Regions from separate parts of the Mus musculus genome. Here region 1 is linked to region 2. Evidence: chromatin contacts called from public HiChIP or PLAC-seq data. All regions are on one chromosome and are shown on one strand. Each heading gives the region's core, a stretch centred on a gene start, on an enhancer-like site or on the middle of the called end of the contact. The rest is flanking DNA. Distances are from core to core; before and after follow the strand shown. Region 1 holds the start of Tbc1d19 (TBC1 domain family, member 19). Region 2 has its middle 100 kb from the start of Gm40303.

What was found. HiChIP or PLAC-seq counts read pairs in DNA pulled down with a chosen protein or histone mark.
Region 1: a FOXA1 HiChIP or PLAC-seq map of pancreatic cancer cells shows a contact between it and region 2. The contact joins the promoter of Tbc1d19 here to the enhancer-like site in region 2. A contact is called at or near these places in 3 of 39 promoter capture datasets (liver, neural stem cells and pre-B cells), 8 of 484 Hi-C or Micro-C datasets (cortical neurons, embryonic fibroblasts, embryonic stem cells and 3 more), 8 of 115 datasets of contacts at active chromatin or transcription factors (bone marrow-derived macrophages, embryonic stem cells, microglia and 3 more) and 1 of 9 other capture datasets (liver).

Annotation. Positions count from the first base shown.
Region 1 is chr5:53,808,206-53,811,034 of GRCm38.p6, reverse strand. Tbc1d19 (TBC1 domain family, member 19) reads right to left here and starts at 1,408. Exons shown (of 21, transcript NM_144517.4): 1 at 1,177-1,408. The coding sequence starts at 1,275.
Region 2 is chr5:53,369,385-53,372,362 of GRCm38.p6, reverse strand. No RefSeq gene overlaps it. Among named protein-coding and RNA genes, the nearest start is that of Gm40303, 100 kb to the right of the region's middle. Within about 2 kb of position 1,727, at least 56 of the 459 cell types and tissues checked have an H3K27ac peak or open chromatin away from gene starts, as enhancers often do. A contact at or near this core is called in cortical neurons, embryonic fibroblasts and pancreatic cancer cells, where this site is marked.

The sequences.
Region 1 (2,829 bases), core at 159-2,658, 440 kb before region 2:
CTAGGCTTGCCTGCTTAGGGATGGTACCACCCACAGTGGGCTCAGCCATCCTGTTTCAGTTAGGAATCACGAAAATGCCCCGTGCATATGTCCACAGAGGCAGCTTAGGAGATCAATTTCTCAATTAAGGTTTCCTCTTCTCAGGTGTTTTAAGTCAACAAACAAGATTAATCATCACATACCACACTCAGTAAAGATACACTTAAACAAAACTTTCAACCTACTTAACTGACATTTCTAAATTATAAAAAAAAAAAAGATGTTTACTAAGTACACAAAGGATGTTCAACAAGAGAAAACAAATTACGAATCTTAAAAATAAAAAAATACTCCAACAAAATTTAAAGAATTAACATAATATAAATTTTATCCATCCTGGAGTTAAACTTGAAATCAACAAAAGGAAGAAACTGGAAAGATCTCCCCAAATTTGAAAACTAAACAATACATTTTCTGGACAATCCATGGGATAAAGATAAAGTCACAGAATATACATATTGGCATTATCCATAATCTCTAAACAACCTAAATATCCACCAGGTAAGTACTAACTAGAGAAACTAATGGGAACAGAAGTACTAAAATACCAAGTTTGGATGGATCTCAAAATCCTAACGGGGACAGAAGCATCCACAAAAGTTTTGGTACTGTAGGATTCCATTCACACTACATTCTCATACAGTAAAGCTCTACTGGTTATTCTGTCTACTCGCAGGGCCGAGTCTGTTTAAATGAATTCAATAAACGCTAGGTGGGCACATTAAAAAAAAAATCACTGTAGGGAGAGCAAAGTGCAACAAAGTGACACATTAGAATAAAGCACATGGGATCCCAATCCATCCACGAGAAAGTAAAAAAGAAGGAAGGCATGCTGCTCGTGAGTCCAACATCTAAAAAATAAAAAATAGGTCCCTTAAACGACTACAAGAATAAACGGGAGAAGCCTTGGCCATTCTCTGGCCTGAAGAAGGGCGTGATGAGCCCCACCCATCTTTAAAAAAATACAATTGCCTCACTCCTGGGTCTGAGCAAACAAGGTGCAAGGCTCAGGGAGGGGTTTAAAACAGCAGAAAGGGGTGGAGAGAGCAAAAAGCTCTGGCCTGGGTGAAGGCAGTGTAGCAGGCAGGTCATCCTGCGGCCTGCCGGTCTCCATAGCTTCCCATCAGCCCCGCTTACCCAGGCCTGCCGTTCCAGCTGAGCATACAAATTGGAGCCCTTGAGTTTCTGGACGATCTGGGCAATGATGAGGGACAGGTCCGACTCCTCCTGCAACATTTCCCCTGCCCTAACCCGCCAGCCGCGGGGACGGCCGCCGGCAAGGAAAGAATGCGCTGCAGGGTCCCACTCCTGGCCGCTGACACTTCTCCCGGACCTTTTTTCGGCGGGACTCCTCCAGCGGGCGTTGCCAGGCAACTGCTGGGCCGTGCGTCCGTCCCTCTCTGGTCCCCTCCGCATCTGAAAGACCTCGCACATGCGTTCCGAGGGCGGAAAGAGACCAGGGCCGGGAAGTAGATTTCATTGTTCCTACCCAGTCTGATCGAAAACACAGAACAAAAGCTTGTTCTTCCGCAGCCACAAAGTTTCAGATGTGCAAAAAAGAACCGAGAACGAGGTGGTGTGTGTGTGTGTGTGTGTGTGTGTGTGTGTGTGTGTGTGTGTGTGTTGAAATTTACTATATAGACTCTGTATTATAGAGATTCTTAACTCTTCCACCAGTCAATCTCTGCAGAACACGCCTGTGAACACAATTGCTGCTGGTTACACCCCAAAATTATGGGCTCTGATACTAGCTGTTGCACTTAAGCGATGTATTTAAATTGCAGAATTCAATTTACACCAATTGGCAGGATGTTTTGATAGTTGGCTGAGGTAAGAAGCAATTCATGAAGTTGCACGCTTGTTTCCTTTGCGACTGTTTCTATTCTCTAGGCTTTATACAGCAGTGGTTCTCAATCTTCCTAATGCAGCCACACTTTAATACAGTTCCTCATGTTGTGGTGAACCCTAATCATAATTTTTTTGCAGCTTCTTCATAACTGTAATGTTGCTATTGTTATGAAACACATATAAATATATGTGTTTTTCAATGGTCTTTTTTTAAAGGAAGTCTTTTTTAAGAGTTTATTTATTTAATGTATATGAGTACACTGTCATATGGTTATAGATGGTTTTGAGTCACCATGTGGTTGCTGGGAATTGAACTCAGGACCTCTGGAAGAGCAGTTAGTGCTCTTGACCACTGAGCCATCTCTCCAGCCCTTTTTCAATGGTCTTAAGCAAGTCCTGTGAAAGGGTGGTTCTTGGGAACTGCTGTTCTAGAATCTACAATCATATCCTGGTATTAGTCTCCTTTCACATACAAATTAACCAACAACAATTACTAATACTTTTTTTTTTAGTATTCTTAATTTTAAAATGACTAAGATCCTGACTGTCCTTGTCTTTAAGAAATCTACCATCTAGATTTCTATGCATTCATTCCATCTTTTAGACATGGTCCAACTTTCAGTTTATCGAGCATTTACATACAAGGAACTGTGTGAGCACAAATATTTAATAAAATACAGTTTGTGTCCTCAAGGAAATATATGAAACATAGTTATAATTAGAAGTAACTGATTTAACTAATTGAACGTTAATCCAAAGGCCAATAGTAGGTCAGCAAACGCCCTAAGGTGTAATTATACATTAGAATACACATTAGAATAATAGAATAATTAGAATACACATTAGAATAATATCACCAAAATACTTACGGATTAATTTTGGTTTTGTGTGTATACATATTTTTTAAGCACAGCAAGAGTAGAATTTCAGGAAAACAGGCTG
Region 2 (2,978 bases), core at 478-2,977:
GGGGGATGCAGTTGAGAATCCAAAAAAGTGGGAGAGGCTGGAAATTATCAAAGAGTAAGTAAAAATAAATATGATTTATAAAGGAATCGTGTTTGCCAGTGGTCAGCTATCAAGGGAAATTGGACTGCTTAGCAAATTGTAGCCAACAAGCCTGACCTAGCCTGTGAATTTATTGTTACTGGATTTATTCTGACACTGTGGAAGATATAAATATCTATCTATCTATCTATCTATCTATCTATCTATCTAGGTAGAGAGAGAGAGAGAGAGAGAGAGAGAGAGAGATATGTTTCTGACATAGTATGCTCACATTTTGATTAAAATTATAGGAGTTTGGCCCTGAGGATGCTTGGCTTGCTTTTATGGTTGACAGATGCAAGGAGGAGCTGCTGGGATGCTCAGTCCTGGCTGACAGATGCTCTAGGTTAACCCCAGCATTTTAGAGGTTATTATGAGATGGGATGAGTCAGGCTTCCAGGGAATCCACTCATAGCTTCTTGGCAGAATGGTCCATGGCACTGAGCCTTACAGGGAGCTGCCGAAGCACAGTGTGCGTGTGCTTGCCTGGGCCAGGGAGAGCGAGCACTCTCTCCCTTCAGATGTGAGCAAGAACCTGGATTCCTCTAGTGGGGAGAGTAAGAGGCTCAAGTCACAAACAAATGGATAGAGAGAGGAGTGCTGTGCATGGTGGGTGGCAAGCAATTTGTCCTCTGAGCAGGTAAGAGATGGTTTCTCCTTCCTAAGAGCCAGGATCACAGGCAAGAAAAACTCTAAGGACATGTATAATGCACTAAGCCATCATCAAGGGAAAAGATGGATTTGACAGACAAGAAAGAAAGAGAGAGAGAGAGAGAGAGAGAGAGAGAGAGAGAGAAAGAAAGAAAGAAAGAAAGAAAGAAAGAAAGAAAGAAAGAAAGAAAAGGACATGACTGTTCCTAGGTATGGCAGAGAAGGTTTATTGTAGACAAAAGACATAGTGAGAGGCAGGGTGTCTTAGTTAGGGTTTTAATGCTATGAACAGACATCATGACCAAGGCAACTCATATAAGGACAACATTTAATTGGGGCTGGCTTACAGGTTCAGAGGCTTAGGCCATTATCATCAAGGTGGGATCATGGCAGCATCCAGGCAGGCATGGTGCAGGATCTGAGAGTTTTATCTCTTCATCTGAAGGCCACTAGAAGACTGGCTCCTACGTGGTTAGGAGGAGGGTCTCATTGCCTACCCCCACAGTGATACACTTCCTCCAACAAGGCCACACCTACTCCAACAAGGCCACACCTCCTAATGGTGCCACTCCCTGGGCCAAGCAAATTCAAACCACCACATAGGGACATCTGGGAGAGTCCAGAGTGAACATGATCTTGAGCTGGGTCATGTGAGGAGAGGGGGTAGGAAAGAAGCAGACCAAAAGGCCAGGAAGGTAAAGGATAGACCAAAAGATGACAGGTAACCAAAACGGTTGACTTATACAGGGTGGAAAGGAAGACATTTGGGGTAGGAGGTAGGATATGCCAGACATGCCTGTAACAGGTAGGGACGGAGGGATGCTGGGAGAACCTGGTGGCTGGCATTGGCTTTGCTACGTTAAATGGGCCTCTCAGCCATTTGTCCCTAGTTTGAGACCTAACAGTAAAGAAGCAGCAGAGCTCGGAGAAATGGGAAAAGTAGGGAGAGTGGATAAAGCTAAGACTGATCTTGACATTTCCCGTGCCTATTATCAGAGAGCCTCCCTACAGCAGGGGACCTGAGGGAGGACAGAGGAGAACAGTTGGAGTCTGAAGCAGAGCCACCCCTGCTAAGTGACCCGCTCAGCTCCCAGGTCCTTAGCTTTAAGCACAATAGGGAGGTCTGAGTCTGCCTAGTTGCAGGTATTAACTGAAAGGTCAGCTAGGGCGTCCACCGTCCACTGGGGCTGTGTAAATAGATTTGTTGACGGGGACAGTGTTTCTGAATGTTTAAACATGGTGAGTCACCTCCTCAGTGACCCAAAGGAAAAGGGATCTTTTAGCAGCCAAAACATGCTTCTAAGATCACCAGTTTGTCAGTAGGAAATAAAAGTCACCAGGCGGTGATGGCGCATGCCTTGAATCCCAGTACTTGGGAGGCAGAGGCAGGCAGATTTCTGAGTTTGAGGCCAGCCTGGTCTACAGAGTGAGTTCCAGGACAGCCAGGGCTACACAGAGAAACCCTGTCTTGAAAAACCAAAAAATAAAATAAATAAAAATAAAAAAAGAAAGAAAGAAAAAGAAAAGTCAACAATGATAGAGACTATTGTAAGTCCCTATAGAGGTTGGTCCTGAAGAACCCAGAGGAAATCTGTAAAGTATTTGTCTTTGGTTATTTATGGAGTGTCAGGTGGACAGGCATGCACTTGGAGGGGAAGGGTGAACCAAGTCGTGTTGAGTTTAGTCCTGGTTCTTCCTCCCAGCCCCATGCTCCCAGAAATGAGACTCAGACTCAAAATATATTTACATATACCTAGGCTCTTCTCTGACTAGATCATAACTTAAAATACCCATTTATTCTAATCTCTGTTCTGCCATGTGGCTGGCTACCTGGGCTCAGGTTCCATGCATCTGCCTCACCACATCTTCCCTGTTGAAGCTCCCACTCCTGGCACTATCCCAGAATCCTTTCTGCCTGCATCCTATTTCCTGCCTAAGCTATAGCACATCAATTTTATTACTGACAGGGGCCACATCCACACAGACACAAGATATTTTCTCTGCAAAGTAGGGTCTCTTCTCACTAAAGCCTATCCAAGTAAGAAAAGGAAACAATGAAACAAAGTAGTAATAATCAAGGAGAAAAGTAGTAGTAATGACTCAAGGAAAAAAGAAGTATAGGATACAGTAAGGGGGCAGAGGAGGGCGTGGCTACCTCTCTCAAAGTCAGTCAGGAAATGGACTTTTTACATGAACCTTAGTGGAGCTTTTCAGAAGGGGGAATGGAAGATGCCTCTGGCTGTCTATCC